2 separate regions of the Pan troglodytes genome follow, and region 2 is linked to region 1. A link is a contact called in public Hi-C data. All regions are on one chromosome and are shown on one strand. Each heading gives the region's core, a stretch centred on a gene start, on an enhancer-like site or on the middle of the called end of the contact. The rest is flanking DNA. Distances are from core to core; before and after follow the strand shown.

Region 1 (7,932 bases), core at 3,820-6,319:
AAAGGCGCACACCACTTCTGTGAGCAGAATGCAAGGGCTGAGCTCCCCCTTCCAGCCAGCACGCTTTTTTTTTTTTTTTCTGTTTTTTGTTTTATTTTGTTTAAAGGAACCAAAGGGGGAAAAATTGCCAAGTTGTAAAGTGCTTAAAGAGGAGATGAGAATCTTCATCAAAATGCTAAAAGCTGGAGGGGAGAGTAATGTGAGAACTCTTGCCTGCTATTTATGGGATTGATTCTCAGATCAAGAAGAAGCAAGCAGTTGGATGAAAGGAATTATTGTTAAGCTCCTCGGTAGGAAGATCTAATGGACAATTGCCGCTATCAGGGGGAATTAAATTGCTGTTTCAGTTTGTAAAATATATCAGCGGCTTTTTGAAGCCAGAAAAGGTGTGACAGCGAGGCAGGGAGGGCGGTGGGGCTCCAGCACTCTGGTTCCCGGTGTGGAGAGGTGGGAGCAAGACCAGGAAGAGGGCGCGGGAGCAGGGCGGGTGTTGCTCATCTGACTCTCCTGCTCCGTGTTGTGAAGCCCAGTTAAAAAAATAGCTGAACTGGGGACCCAAGGAGGAGAGACTGCAGGCCTGGGACTCTGGCTTCCGTGTGAGTCAGAGCGGCATGGCCGTCAGCAAAGGGCAGGACGGTGGGGCTCCTCTCTGGGAAAACTGGTCGGGCTGGAGTTCAAGGAAGGCAAGTCCTGTCCATGGAGGAGGGAGCGGCTGAGGAGGGTGATGGACCCAGTGCTGGGGCCTGTCCCCAAACACTGCTTTATCATGCTGCTTGTGTGCCCACTAATCCTCCCCATAGTGAACCATGGACACAGAGGGACCCGGCACCCTCTCCTCCAGGGTGGGTCTCTAATGTAAGCTTCTGCTCATCTCTAGGCTGGGGTCAGTGAGTGCATAAGTGATCTGTTGGCCCGACCACAGTGAGGACATATTGTTGCTCCAAATAAAGAACAAACAGTAAAATGGACTCGGGAGTGGAGACGGGAGAGGAGGTTTAGGCCCTCGGAAGTAGGACCACAGGCCATTAGGGGGAGGCCACGCTCCTTGGGATGGAAATTGGGGGTTGGGTGGGAAGGGTCTCTGGATTTTCTGGTCTCACAGAAGGCTCTTACCATTTCCAAAGCATTCACTCCATGTGGCATTTAAGGGCTGAAGGAGGATTGAGGGAGAGAGATCTGCACATCTCTTAGGGAGTCAGAAGCAGGCAGTCCTAGCCAAAGCTCATGCTGGCTTCTGCTCTGTCCCCACTCTGTTCCCTGGACACCAGCATCGTGATATTAGGGCATGACCTGGCACCACCTCCCAAGTTGGCTTCCCAGAAGGGTGGCAAATGACAATTAGTATGGAGAGCTATGGGTGGCCAAAGCGTCTGCTTGTCTTGATTGTCATCTTTGCCTCCCCACTGAGTATTCCAAGGAGGACCCGGAGGGGCAGTAGGGAAGCAGGTGTTCTGGCTGTGACATTCTGCAAGGACTTGGGCTCTGTGCCGGGTGCAGCGTGCCCTGGGACCTGGGTCATTGTGGAGTCGCGGCTTATTTTTGACCTCTTAGCTGGCCTTTAGGACACAGAGTGAACAAGGATGTGAGACCTGAGTGCAAATCCCACTCAGTTCCTCTGTACCTGCCCCTCCTTCAGTAACATAGATATGTACAACCTCCCTCCCTGGCTCCCAGACCCCACTCCAAGCCTGACCTCAGCAGACTGGAGGATCTCCATTTCCCCCCATCAGCCCCGGATCAGAAAGACAGGCAGAGAGCAGCACCCACTCAGCCCCACATTCCTGCTGCCTGAATCCTCAGGGTCCCCAGCTTCCTTTCAGCGCCCACAGTCCCTGGGGTGAAGAGGCAGGCGAGGGTGTTTGCTGTGCTGTGAGGTGGGGCAGGCTCTGGGGAGCTTGCCCCTCTTCCCAAATTCCTTAGTCCTCCCCTCCAGGAGCCTCCACTTCTCCCTCTTTTTGAAACATTTCAACACAACAACTGATTTGGAGGTGACAAACCCCTGCTCACATGGTCAAGCTTCCCAGCCCATGGTGCATCCTCTCTCTCCATTCTGTCCTCCTCTGCCACCACAAATTGACCTCACCCTTGTCACTGCTCAGTTCTCGGTGCCAACTCCATCCACCAAGCCTCAGGGACCACCGAGCTCTGGCAGACACCCCGCCTCCAGCTTGTCACTTGTAGCCCTTACTGGGTTTTGCAGAGAGACCTGCTGCATGTGTGTGTTTCTATGTGTGTGTGCTCGTGTGCACCCACACGCCTTTGCTTCTTTAGATAAATCCACAGAGTCACATGAAATCAGTGACAGGTTGACACCGTTATTTCAAGATTCATCGCTATGAGTTGCCAGCAGAGGAGACCTAGCCAACTCCGTTCTACCAGCAACACTTTTTTTTTCCAGGCATAATTTATAGCACTGGGGTGAATTTGTTTCCAAAAGATGAATATCACACTATCAGCAACAGCTGCCTCTCATTTTTATTTGTTTTTAAATTTGACTCAAAGTCCAATTCTCCATACACATCCCAAGCTGCAAATCCTAAGGCGACTGATTACATGATTTAGTAAACAGGTTATATTATATAATGCAATTAAAGCGGGCCCTGCGACGCCACCTACAGGCCACTTCTGGGAAGGGAGCTGGGCCAGAGAAGATCATTTTGGACGCGGTGTTGGGGCTGAGGGAAAAAGAGACGGATTGCGCCAGGGTTGAGGAGGCTGCCCCAGAGGGAGATGTTGAAGCCAGCCAGGTTACTAATGCAGCTTTTCAGTCCCTCCTGCTGAGTTCACTGTGTTATTTCAGCCTCCTGCAAATCTGTCTAGACGTCAGAACCCAGGCCTGGGCAGCTGCTCAGAGGGGACGGCTTGGGGGTGGGGGTGGAGGGGTAACCTGGGGGCGTCTGGGCTGAAGGGATTGACAGCTCCTGGCTCACTGACCTCAGGGGCCTCCTTCCCACTCTCCAACTAGATGGGAGGAAGAGAAGTCGGGTGCTGGCTGGCCTTTAGAAAGAAGCTACAATCCAACCCTTTCCGTTCCATTCAACAAGCATGTGTGCAGTGCAAATCCTGGGCAAAGGCTTCCCGAATGTTCTGGGGAAATCCCTTCATTCTGCAGTCCGAGAGGGAAAGTGACTTGTACAGGTTACAGAATAAGTGGTAGATTCTACTGGATGTGGAATCCAGAATTTTTTTTACCCCAAGGCCAGGCTTAGATCATGGGAACTGAGAACTGAGGGGTGGCCCTGTGAATTCCCTCATCCAATCCCAAAGTTTACAGATGGGGAAATTGAGACCCAGACAGAGGATGGGACTTCCACAGCCCCTACTTGTCTCAAGGGAAGGAAAATCATGAGCATGCTGCTTGTATGTGTCGGAGGACAGACAAGAAGCATTCCTAGGGGCCCTCATGAGTGCCTCTTGGCTGCTATGGAAGGAAGGGAGGAAGGAAGGAAGGAGGGAGGGAAGAAAGGAGGGAGGGAAGAAGGGAGGGAGGGAAGAAGGGACAGGAAGGGAGGAAGGAAAGGAGGATGGAAGGGGGGAAGGAAGGGAGGAAGGAGGGGAGGAGGTCAGGGGCCAGAAGGCAGGCAGACCCAGGGCCACCATCCCCTCCATCCCTCTCTCTGAACTCCAGCACTCTTCAGATGAACGGGGCTCTGGGCCTGAAGGATTCTAGCTTCTCCAAAGAGTTCTTCTAAGAGGGTAACATCACTGCAAAGCAATTCCTGGAGAGAAGGGACCCACTTCCCCGGGGCTGAGAAAGAAACTTGACCAGAGGGAGTGGGGGGAATGGCGTGAAGGAAGAAAACAGGACTGTCAGAGTCCAGGAGGGTGGGAGTGTCCCCTCACCCTTGTCCTTGTGCCAGCCATGGGCCCTGTCTCCAGTTTGGGGCAGGTGGGTGGGACAGTGAGGGGCCAAGCGAGCTGGCCCTACTTTCCCTATCCCCCATCAATTTGTCTCAGCTAGGGTCAGGGGCCAGGAACAAATGCTGTCAGGCCAGCTGGCCAGAGAGTTCCCAATTAGACTTTGTGTCTCATCCTTAAGGCCCTGAGCCCCCAACCCCGGCACACTGGCCCAATTACTGCCTGGCAGCATTAACCCCTTTGTGACCCAGGCCGTTAATGGAATGTTAATTGGTCTAATGGGTTTCATGTCAACAAGTCCTAATGAGCTCCTTCCTAATGAGCTTGGTATTTTTTTTCTGAGCCTGTTTGTCAACACACTGGATTTGGGGCTCCAGACTGCAGACCTGGTGGTGCAGGGCTGTGGGGGGCATGGGTTGAGGAGGCTGAGGGAGGTGGGTGCCCAGGACTGCCCATCCCATTTCCTAAAGGGGTGTCCTTTTATGACTTTGCGTCCACTGATCCTGCCTCGGTGGCTCCTGGGCTCTCTAAAATGGCATTTTAGTTTCTTCTGATGATATCAGAGACACAAATGATTTCTTCTTGGATGTCATTGTGGGGTCAAGTGTTGCATTAGAATTTTTCCCTCCTAGATGTCATATCATAAAGGTTTTCAGCACTGAACAAAACAAAACAAATTAAAAAGCAACATTTCCCTGTGAGCCTGTTCGCGATGGGAAACCTCTCCATGGGAGATGTTCCTCATCTGTCCTTCACTTGCAGTCTTGACTGTGCCCCCTTGAATGCCCAGGTGTCTGGTGACAGAGCACTGGGGCCTCTGGACAGGGCCAAGCAGCCTCTCAGAATCCGTGACAAAAGCTCTGAAGCCCGGGGCTAGGTTTGCAGGGGCTCAGGCCTGCTGCTCCCCTCCCTCTCCCAAAGAAAATGCAAAAAGGGCAGGCTTCCCCCAAAGGGCCAGGACCCCCGCTGTGGCTCAAAGAGTTCCCCCACACCCCACTGCAAAGTCCCAGCCAAGTCACAGATAAGGCGAGTCAGATCCCCAAATTCCTCTCCAGGATGGTTGCACGTGGCCCCTCAGGAACCGGGGAAGTGCATGTGTGGGTGGAGAGGTGTGAGGAAAAGAGCCAGTTTCCGGACATGGGTGCAGGGTCTCCAGCAGCTGAGCTCCCGGAGTGTCAAGTTGCCGGAGGCTTCTGTGCCTGAGCAAGCAGAGAAGGAAACTTAAGCCTCTAATGAAAAGGCCTCCTGTTCTCTTGCAGGAGAAGCCCCCAGAGGGTAATGGGGCAGTGGCCTAGTGGCCTGTGGTGACCCCAAGGAGGGGGAGGGGCCAGGGCCATCTGGGTCCTCAGAATATTGTTCCTGTGTCTTCTTTCGACGCGGGTCTGGCCCTGCTCCGCAGCCTGGTGGGCTCAGGACTGAACAGTCTCAGCCTCATGGGTGGTTGTCTCTGGGCACAGACTACTCTTAACCACCCCTCCTTACCCCCACACAGGGCAGCCCTCCTGCTGCTACAAATATTTCTGGGGACAGCGCCTCTAAAATGACCCTGCCTTCCATTCACTGGACAGTGAACAAAAGAATGTGAATGAAAGGCGCCTCTCTGTAGCCTATGCCCTCCTCGTTGAGCTTCCTTTGTTTTGCCTTCATTATGACTTTCTAATCCATGGAATGAGGTTACCAAAAGACCCAAGCCCGAGGTTAAAGAGAACTAGTTGCCCCTAAGAGGGGGAGAAAGCCCTCCTTCCTGAGGCGGCTCCCACCCTGACTCTGCCCCCAGGCTCCCTCTTCTGGAGGCTGCAGGCACTACGGTGCTATGGCCCTTCACTTTTTTCCTGGCGGATGAGCACCTGTGATCGATGCTCCCGGGAAGAGATCCCACCATCCTGGCCCTTGGGCCCTATCCAAAGTTGCCTTCTCTGCCAGAGTTCCAGGGAAGGCTATGTTTAATAGGCCCCTGAAACATTCCTATTTCCTTTATTTTGTCAGGGTCCAAAAAAGAGAAATTCCACCCACTTTAATATCTCAAAAGTCTTAATTCTGGAAGTTCCTTCTGATGTCTCAAAAAGTCTATATCTTACCCCACCCCCACCTTTTTCCCTCTGCAACCCTCACTCTGCTCTTGGCTCTCTGGGATGCTGACCACCACCCAGACAAAGATCCAGCTGTGAACAGAGGCCTTGGTTCCCCTGCCTGAAGAGAGAGGCTCCCCCAAAGCCCCCTCCTGCATCCCTTTGCAAAAGGAAATTGGATCTCAGGGACCAGCGGTGTGTGAGATGGGCGAGGCCCTGCATGCTGTTGTGAAGATATCCTGGTAGTCCGTCTTCTGAAGGAGGCCAGGCGGGGGCGAGTGACAGGCGGTGAGGCCGACGGAACCGGCCTGAAGTCGGCATTTTTAGCACCGGGGGAGCCATCCCTCCCTGTGCATTCTCCACCCACCTCCACCTCATTTTCTTTCTTCCTTTAGGACCATGACCTCCCTCTCCTAGCCATGCCTCATTCATCTGTCCCACCACACTCCTCACACTGTTCTCTGCACAGAGTTGGTAGTTGGTAGACATCTATTGAGTGAAACAGGCCTTTCCAGTGCTTTTTGCAGAAGGTCAAAGCATACTTGGTATCTTGGAGACTCAGGTCAGGTCAGAGTAGATCTTACTTCCACTTCCTGAAAAAGAACCAAAAGAATCACACACACACACACACACACACACACACACACACACACACACGGCCCTGGAGGCCAGCCCCTTTAGATGACAGCAGCTCCAAAGCACTCTCAAATTCCCACAGAATTCAGGTCTGTGAACATTTTGGAAGACCCTGGGAAGGGCCCAGCTGGAAGAGGATGAAGCCCCAGGTGCCTCAGGGAGAGGGGACGGAGGGTGTGAGTGCTGTGCTCACAAAGGTTTCTACACCAACAGTGCCCTCCACCCAGGAGAAGGACACGTCCTGCACTCCACAGAGGCTCTTAGCAACCTCCTACCCTACAGTGGACAGCCCTGTATCAGGCAACTAGCCTGTGGCTTCTAGATCTAAATATTTCAGAGCATCTACTGTAGCACAACAGCTCTCTGGACATTCTGTTTCCTTGGGTGGCACAGCCGGGCTGTCTCCACTTATGGCACCACATCCTACTTCAAGAGGAAATCTTGAGGCTTCATGGGGGCAGCTCGCCTGCTTACTGGTGATGGGGAAATGATGGGGGCAACAGTGGAGCAGACCCAGAGCTGGGAATCTGGAGGTGCTGCTTCCATCCCAGCTTCACTAACAAGTCCCCCAACCCCCGCCCTCCCATACACAAGTCACCCTTGGCCTCTGTCTTCTACCAGCCAAAGAGGCAGGTAGCCCATTTGGCTCTGATAGCTCTTCTGGTATCCCCACATTCCGGTGACCGTACTGAACCAAGACTGAGGAAAGTCCTCCTTAATAGGATATGCAGGCACATCTGTGGACACGCCCATAGTCACAAGCCCGAGCCTGGGAAAGTACAGGAGTAGACCGGCATTCCCTGCCTCTTTCCCTTCCCCAAGGCCTCCAGGCAGCCACCCTGGGGCTACAGTCTGAGGACGGGTCCAGGCCGTCCTCCGTCTCACAGTCTGAGGACGGGTGAGCCCTGGGGAGGGGCGAGCTTGGTGCTTGGGGACCCTGGAATCCCGTAGCTGGCCTGAGGCCCTCCTGCCCCTGTGCGCGCTGTGGCTGCTCCAGAAAGCCTGGGAAACAGCGGGGCCAGGAGCACCCTTATCAGGCTGGAACTCAGGGTCCTCCTGGGGAAGGAGGGGTATCCAAATGGCCTCCAGTCCCCCGGTGCTGCTACCAGGCAGGCCCCCTCCCTCTTCGTGCCCCCTCCCCACACGTACAAGAGGCCGGAGCTGATGCTGAACAAAGCGCCGCTGCAGGGGTACCGGTTGTTTTACATATGATTTGAATATTGTTTCTTTCAAGTCAAAATAGCACAGCAAGACCCTCCCCACCCAGACCTCTTCCTTAGCTCTCATTTGTTGCCCTGAAGGGCGTGCAACCCTTGCTGCATCCAGCCGGCCCAGGTGGCCCAGCGGGGGACACAGGGAGCTGCTGGGT
Region 2 (7,932 bases), core at 3,687-6,186, 54 kb after region 1:
CATCATTCTTTAGGGCGATTGGATCAAAGACAGGTTTCTTTCACCCTGCTTTCCATACCTTCCATAGTATTTTCTTTTTATGATAACAACAGCAGTAAAGAGCAAAGCTTCAATTGCTAAATAGCTTCTTGCCATGAAAAGGTTAGGAATGTCCATTTGAAGAGGCAGCAGGCTCCCGTACAGCAATCCAAAGGGCATGGAAAAGGCCACAGCAGACAGTGAGGTAGCTGGTGCCCAGCTAAGTCATGCTGGATTATTCAGTCCGTCAGCAAGTATCCACAGAGCGTCCACAAGGTAACCGGTATCCCATGAGGCACTCAGAATGCTTGTTTAAGAATAGACAGTCCCTGAGCTCTAGAGGCACTTATAAGAAATTCTGATCTCCGTCTTCCTCATGCTTGCCTGGTCCTTCACACCTCACAATGTGCTACCATGTATACGCCCTCATACAACACTCACAACAAACCTGTAAAGTTGTCAGGGAGAATCTAATTATCCCCATTTGTTAGCCACTAAGGCACAGAGAGCTTGAGCAACTTGCCCAAGCTCACACAGATAGTAAATGACAGGCCCGGGGCTTGGACCTGGCCTCCCATCGCTAAGGCCAATGCTGTTCTCAGAATACCACAACTGCCTCAAGAACAGCTGTGATAACAGAGGGCTCAGAGCAAAGGAATAATTAGCAGAGAGCCATCATTAGAACTGAAGTCATGGGGATGAGAAGGCACCGCCTACCACTTCTGGGCCTTTTGGCCAAGATCAAGTGTAGGAAGCATGAGCTACGTCAGGGGGTGGGCTCCCCTCCCCTGGGGTGGTGGGGGCTGGGGGTCCAGGCAGTGAGGGAAATGGGATGCAAACACCTGGGCTCACCTCTCCTCCCTCTCCACAGATGGTGAAGGCAATCCAGGTCCTGAGAATCCACCTTCTGGAGCTGGAGAAAGTCAATGAACTCTGCAAGGACTTTTGTAACCGTTACATCACCTGCCTCAAAACCAAGATGCACAGCGACAACCTGCTCAGGAATGATCTAGGGGGGCCCTACTCCCCCAACCAGCCCTCCATCAACCTTCACTCACAGGTAACACCCAGAGCTGGGTCCCATCTCTTAAGCCAGGCTCCTAAGCCCAGCTCTGGAGCCAGGCGTGGAGGAAGGTCCCCTGGTGACCTTCACTGGGTTAGACCCACTGGGTTCCTTTGCCATGAGGGCCCTCCTCTGATGCACTCTTCTTCATATCCATTAGGCCATCCCATCCCTTTTTTACACACAATCTGCCCTGCCAGGGCATTAGTATTCCCTTGAAAATGACCAGATCGGAGAGGGACAATGTCCAAAATCATTCCTGGCTTCCTGGCCCAAGGTATCCCCCAGAATGAGCACCAGAGCTAAGGAGATGAAAAGCTCTCCTGGAGGATGAGCTGGGACAGGCTTCTTAAGAGGCCGCGGCTTGCTGAGCCATCTGCGTTTCTGGGAAAGGGCACTTGGGGAAAGCAGTCATTCCCTGAATCCTGCCCACCTAATGGGTGAAGCCAGCTTCCCATGGGCCCGCTGCACCCTAATCATTCTCCAGGCACTCACGCTACTCTGGCATTTCTGTCCCCCTAAGGTTCAGGGCCATGGTCAAGGTCACCTCAAACCACCCTGTTCCCAGGTTCCCCTGCCACCTCCTTCCTGAGACCTGGGAAATGCAGAAATGCTGACTACACGCTTTGGGCAAGAATGGGGTTTCCCCTCCAGGGCGGGATATTTTCCCCAAACCTACAAACCGAGAAAGCTGCCTGGCAATACCTTCCCGCCCAACTCACAGGCATCTGCATAAGCCACAGGCTTGAGATTTTGTTCCCCTTCCACTGAGCTCCTGAGTCCTGGAAGACACCTGGAGGGTCCCCAAGGAGTCCTCTGTAGCCTCTTCTCATTAAACGATCAGGCATGGGGATGCAGGTAAACTTTCTAGGAGTGAGTGCCGAGAGGTGCTGGAAGTAGTGCCAAAGAAAGGCTGTGCCGTTTTTGTCCCTAGACCCCTAAGGAACCACCCATGTACTCTATCTCCCCAGATTGGTGGAGTCAGGGGAGGGGACAGGCTGACTTCTAGAAGGCCAGCCTTGCTTTGCACATTTTGACAACAAGCACAAAAGATACACTCGGTATCAGATCCAACCCACCCCAGCGGGCTCTTTGTGAGACTCCGTAGTGAGTACTGCCCAGGACATAGGGCAAGAAGTTTACTTCCTCTTCCTCTCGCTTGAAATCACCAAGTCACTTTATTACAGATCTAAAAACACCCGCCCGGGCTTCTGCCTGCTAATATTCTCTTGAAATAGACTCATTCCTTCAGAGTCTTATTGTACTTTCCCTTATGATCAAAATTAGCAAGAAACTTGCATAAAAGAGGACAATAATTGCTCAACGAGCATCTCGTTTGTAATTTATTAGTTTCTATTATTGTGGGTTACCATGGTGACGCTGCGCAGTCCCGGTGATGGGAGAGATGCAAGATAGGAGCTGAGGAGGCTGTGAGGCCTTGCCAAATGGAGATGCACATTTTTATCAGTAATTTTCATGAAAATAATAAGTGAGGAGTTAATGAGATGGAAAGCCATCCTGTGGCTATTGTGAATTTTTTTTAAGTGTTGATCTAATTAGAATGCATCGGTCAGGAAAAGTAATGAGGATTTAGTGCCTCACAGAGATGTGAGGATCATATCAGAAAATTAGCACAAGTCTTTGGAAATAATCAGGTCCTTGGAGAGGCACTGGATTTCCCCTCCTGGGCCCTCCAACTCCACCTCGAGCTCTGGAGCTGGGGGTGCACCAGGGTAGGCGGGGAAGGAAGGAGGGGCAGAGGGCTTAGCAGCCACCTCAGCCCCCTCAGGGTTGGAGGTCTGAGACTGACAAGTTGGTTGGCAGAAACCAGTCGGTCACTGGAGAAGTGGGATTTGCAGAAAAGGATAACGCGGACTCTGGATGGTTAAGGTCTCAGAGATGCTGCCACCTGCAAAAATCAGTCCCCCTGGAGAATCCCGGCACTCAGCCTTCTGAGCTTTGAGGAAAGAGAGAAGAATTTTGATTCCTATCACTGGAAGCATCAGATCTCTGCCTGGAAGTGAAGCTGGCCCTGGGGTAGCCACTGCAGAAAGGCCATTGATCAGCTGGGAAAGAGGAATCAGACAATTGGGTGGTAGGTGTGGGGGAGGGGGTGATGCAAGCGAGGCACTGAGAAAGAGAAAAGACACTAGTGAGGTATTCCTACTTGGTATTACTCAAACTTGTCCCTGCATTTTCTCTGACTGCCACCACCTGCTTTGTTCTGGCTTCGGGGGTAAATACGGTGATTACACATAGGCTATGACAGGAGCTTCCTAACCTGCTCTCCTGCCTTCTCTGGCCATCCCTCAGCCCACCTGCACACTCATGCATCTCTTAAGCTTCTGCTGCTGGATTCATCTTTCTAACTTTGCTCATGTCATTCGCCTGCTCAGAAACCCTGCTTGCCATGCCCCTGGGGGTGGAAGGGAGGGCTTTCACATCTGTCCACCTGACATTCAAGGCCCTCCTAGGTCTGGCTTCAGCCTTCCTGGGTGGGCCAATCTGACTGTTCAAGGTACTGTAACCATCACTCCATGCCTGTCTGTTCGGGTGACACCTCCCCCACAACCCCATCATCTCTGCACAAGCAAACCCAGCTTCTTCCCCAAGGGTAGGAACAAGGCTGCTCACTCAGGAGGACTCCCTGATGCCCCATCCAGAATGGACGCTTCCTGCACTCCACTAACTGGTGGAGCTTGCTGAGCCATCGATATGGCAAAAGTCACTGTGACTTTATATTATAGATCCCTGTGTTCATCTCATTTTCCTATCCTAGATAACACTTTTTGAGCAGAGACAGTATTTTACATGTTTGAAATCACCAAATCACCTTATTACAGGCCAAAAACAGCCATTTCCAGCCTCTGCCTGCTGATAGTCTCTTGAAATAGACTCATCTCTTCAGAGTCCTAGTGTACTCTCCCTGTGACCCCAGCAGTGGCTACCACAAGGTCTTGTGCAAGAAAGATGGCCGGGAAGTATTTATTGAAAGAAATAATGGAATGAGAGAAAGAAAGTTGGGGGGGCAGGGGCAAGGGGAAGCCAAAGGAGGAAAGGAGAAATAGGAAGAAAAATAAAGGGAAAGAAAGCCAAATATGCAGGGTCAACATTCAGGAGGGAGGCAGAGACAGGCTGAAGAATTGGAGGAAAAGAGCAACAGAGAGAGACAGGGAGGCACACAAACCCAGGAAAAGGGAGACGATACTGAGAACGACGGGGCAGAAGGACAGACGGAGAGAGGAACGGCAGCAAGAGTGACAGCAAGTGAAAGGACAATGCATGTGGCTCAGTGCGCAGCCAGGGTACAAGGAGGCGGGAAAGTCAGGAGGATGTGCTATGTGCTGCTCCTATTGTGTTACTCAAACTTGTCCCTGCATTTTCTCTGACTGCCACTGCCTGCTTTGCTCAGGCTTCGGGGGTAAATACGGTAATTACACATAGGCTATGGCAGGAGCTTCCTAACCTGCTCTCCTGCCTTCTCTGGCCATCCCTCGGCCCACCTGCACACTCACACATCTCTTAAGCCTTCCCAGGACAGGCCCCTGTCATTGTTGCACTAAGGTAGGGGCAGGGTTTGCATGGGCTCTCCCAGGAAGGAGAGGCCCAGGGCTGCTAAGAATCGGGGACCAGAGACTTTCAGTGCAGGAGGCAGGTCTTGGGTTCAAGACACAGGAGCCTGTATGAGAGAGAGAAAAGGAGCTTGTGAGTGTGTGTGTGTGTATGTGTGTGCACACGCGGGCACATGCATTCGTCATGGTTCACCCTTAATCCCCCCGGCCTGAAATAGCCTCACTGAGCACCAGCCTGGCCTGGGGAGGGGTGTCTCCCCTCTGGAACATGATCCTCTGGATCAACATTCCAGCCGCCTGCCAGCTTTGTTGCAAACTGCTGGCTCATGGTTTTCCCTGTGTGCTAATCATCCAGCCTTGTGTTGCAAAGCGGGAGACATTTTTGTTTTCAACTTGGTACCCCCACTCCCAGATGCTATGCCGTGTCCTCCATCCAGATCGATGGGTTGAGCGTTTTCCTGCTCGGCCTTCGATTTCTCTGTGTGAGTCTTCTCTGCTGGACAAAGTGGAGATGGGAAGTAAGGGAGACTGTTCTACCAAGCAGGGGACTAAAGCAGACTTTCAAAGACCTGGGCCACAGCTAGATTTTCCCCCTCCCTAGGAACCCATCCTGTGCTGCAGGCACCCAATGACACCCAGGCTTCCTACTCCTCAGAGCCCAGGCTTCTTGTGGGGGCAGCATCCTCTGTAAGGAGACTGGTTCTAGACCCTACTCTGGGTTCTCCTGTCCTTCCTAGAGGGCGCAAATAGAACCATTCCACTAGAGAGACACCTCACTCAAGTATTAGTTTGACCTGAAATTCATCCTTTTTTCTCTGTGGAGATTTAAGCCTCAGCTCTATTCCAGGCAAATTGGATTGAATCATGGTTCTCATTCAATTGCCAAGCGTTTGGGGGGCACTCACTGTACGTTCTGTGCTCGGTCCTGTGAGAACAGACACAAGCCATTGTCCTAGAGGAGCTCCGAGTCTCAGGGAGAGAGAGCCATGAGTCACAATGAGGATCTAGATAAATCATGTCAGCCGTGAAATGCTCAGGGTCAAGGGTATAGAGGAAAGGAGCAGCCAAAGAGATGGGGAGAGGAGCTGCAGGCAGGGATTCTGGATTGGGTGATCCACATGTGTGGCTTGAGGTTGCCCCAGTCTCAACTCAGCATCCTTCATCGTTCCTCAGAGGGGGACCAAGTCCCAGACCCAGCTCTCACACCTTCATGGCCAGTTTGTTCCTGCTCCACAATAGGATAAACAAACCTCAGTACAGAGTGGAGAGGCCAACAGGAGGATTTTGCCCATTGTGATTGGAGAAGTTACAGATTCATTGGCCTTGGGAGGGCTTCCTCAGGGAGGTGGCATTTCAGGCAGGCTTGGTGAGAGATGGTAGCCTATTTGGCAACCTTTATAAAGGTGAGTGTTTCCAATGTAGCAAGAAGTCTGAAAGAAGGCGAGAAACAGAGAGAGCCAATCAGAATCCCTAGAGAGGAGATGGGGTGAAGGGGGCTCATTCATTCACGCATCCTGCATCCATTCAGGCACCTCTGGAGCCTACTGAGTTCTGGGGATATAAAAAATGGATGCGACACAGTCCCAGGTCTCCAAGTGTAATGATGGAGTACCTTGAAGCCAAATGTGTGGGAGTTCTGTTTTGGGGCTGATAGTGGTGGCCGACTGCTAAAGACTTTAAAGGTAGTGGAGAATGTAGGCAACAGGGTCAGGGCTGGAGACACGCTGGAGACAAATCAGTTGAGCAGCCACATCTTGTATTGGTCCAAGAAGAGCTGGCAGAAGGAGGGGAGACGGTGAACATTTATTGAGCTCCCCTCTGTCTCAAACATGGTGTGTACTAGGTGCTTTCCACAGATTATCTAATTTACTCTTCATGAGAGGCTGCAAGGTACACATGATTTTCTCCATTTTACATCCAAGAAAAGAGAAGCTGAGAGAAGTGAAGACCTTGGCTCAAAGTCACACACCTAGCAAGTGCTGGAGTCCGGGATGGGCTACTCCAGAGCCCATGTTCTTCTTGCTACATGGGGATATGTTTTTGTGACACATGGGGAGAAGAATCAGGGGTCCTGGGACCTGGGTGGGGACGGATGACCCTACCTAGCTATTGGTCAGGGGGTTAGGGACTACAGAGGAAGAAGCCAATTGCTACGAACCAAGAATTTGGATTTGCTAGTAGACTGGAAGTAGGGAAATGAGAGGTACAGAGTTGAGGACATTCTGAGATGCTAGGCCCAGCTGCCAGATGCGACTCTGCAGCTCTGCGCCTCCCCAGCAGAATAGGAAGGGGGCTAATCAATGCATCCCCACCTGGGAAGGGTGGCACTTGCCTATTGACCTCTAAGGAATTTTGGATTTTCCAGATTGGCAGGGGGCCGAAGGGGTAGGGGGCCATCACCTCACAGGACCCCAGAGGTTCTGCCCAGTGGCTAAGCATCCTGAGGACAGGACCAGGGAGAAGACTGGATGGGGCTGGGGTAGGGGGCGATCTGCCCTGGAAAGATCACTACTTAGATGGACAGGGGGCATCCCTAGACTGAAGTGGAATAAAATGAGCCACACTGCCTGTCACAGGCATTAAAGCTGTCTCTTCTGCCGGTTCCTCACCCCCAGCCCTGCAGCCGTGGAGCCCAGAGACCAGAGGGTGGCCTTTGCCGCCAGGCTAGTGAAACCTGAGTGCTTCTCCCGCCTGAGAAGGAATGTTCCTTAAGAGCAGCAGCTGCTGCTTGTCCCCACAGGCCAGAACTGCCTTTCCCTTGAGACCAAGGCCCCCAACAGCAGTGGAACAAGAACAGGATTAGGCGGCTTGTTTACATGTGCTTGGCTTTCCCGAGTTTGGGAATCTGGCTTTTCTTGGTCTGAGACAGGGCCCTGGCTCTGCCAGAACGGAGGGATGCTGCCGGGAAGGGGTGTCTGGGGACAGGGACAACCTCTCCACCCTCCTAAGGCACATTTGCGCGGGCACACACACAAACACACACATCACACACACACACACACACCACACCACACCACACACAGGAATACACCCACAGCCTTAGGCCAAAGTCAGACCACACATGTATCTAGCATGTACCACGCACTTAACATTGCGCTAAGCAGTTTCGGGGAATTCAGAGAAAGACCCCTCTTTCCCTCAAAAAGCCTGCCACCAAGCTAGGGAAAGACGACGCCTGCATTCGAGAGAACCATTCTGTTGTGTCCAGTATGTAAGGCAGATGGGAGGCTTTGAAGAGTCCAGAGGACGGGCCGCGGCTGTGCCCTGGGGAGGTCAGGA

The links. Hi-C and Micro-C count contacts between places; a contact is called where the count stands out from the background.
Region 2: a Hi-C map of stem cell-derived neural progenitor cells shows a contact between it and region 1, with 4 times the contacts expected there. The contact joins two enhancer-like sites. A contact is called at or near these places in 3 of 7 Hi-C or Micro-C datasets (blood, induced pluripotent stem cells and stem cell-derived neural progenitor cells) and 1 of 1 other capture datasets (stem cell-derived neural stem cells).

What each region holds. Positions count from the first base shown.
Region 1 is chr9:127,287,877-127,295,808 of NHGRI_mPanTro3-v2.0_pri, forward strand. All of the region lies in intron 7 of PKNOX2 (PBX/knotted 1 homeobox 2), which reads left to right. Among named protein-coding and RNA genes, the nearest start is that of FEZ1, 150 kb to the right of the region's middle. Within about 2 kb of position 5,070, at least 6 of the 24 cell types and tissues checked have an H3K27ac peak or open chromatin away from gene starts, as enhancers often do. A contact at or near this core is called in stem cell-derived neural progenitor cells and stem cell-derived neural stem cells, where this site is marked.
Region 2 is chr9:127,341,750-127,349,681 of NHGRI_mPanTro3-v2.0_pri, forward strand. PKNOX2 (PBX/knotted 1 homeobox 2) reads left to right here. Exons shown (of 17, transcript XM_054661696.2): 11 at 890-1,078. Among named protein-coding and RNA genes, the nearest start is that of FEZ1, 94 kb to the right of the region's middle. Within about 2 kb of position 4,937, at least 4 of the 24 cell types and tissues checked have an H3K27ac peak or open chromatin away from gene starts, as enhancers often do. A contact at or near this core is called in stem cell-derived neural progenitor cells and stem cell-derived neural stem cells, where this site is marked.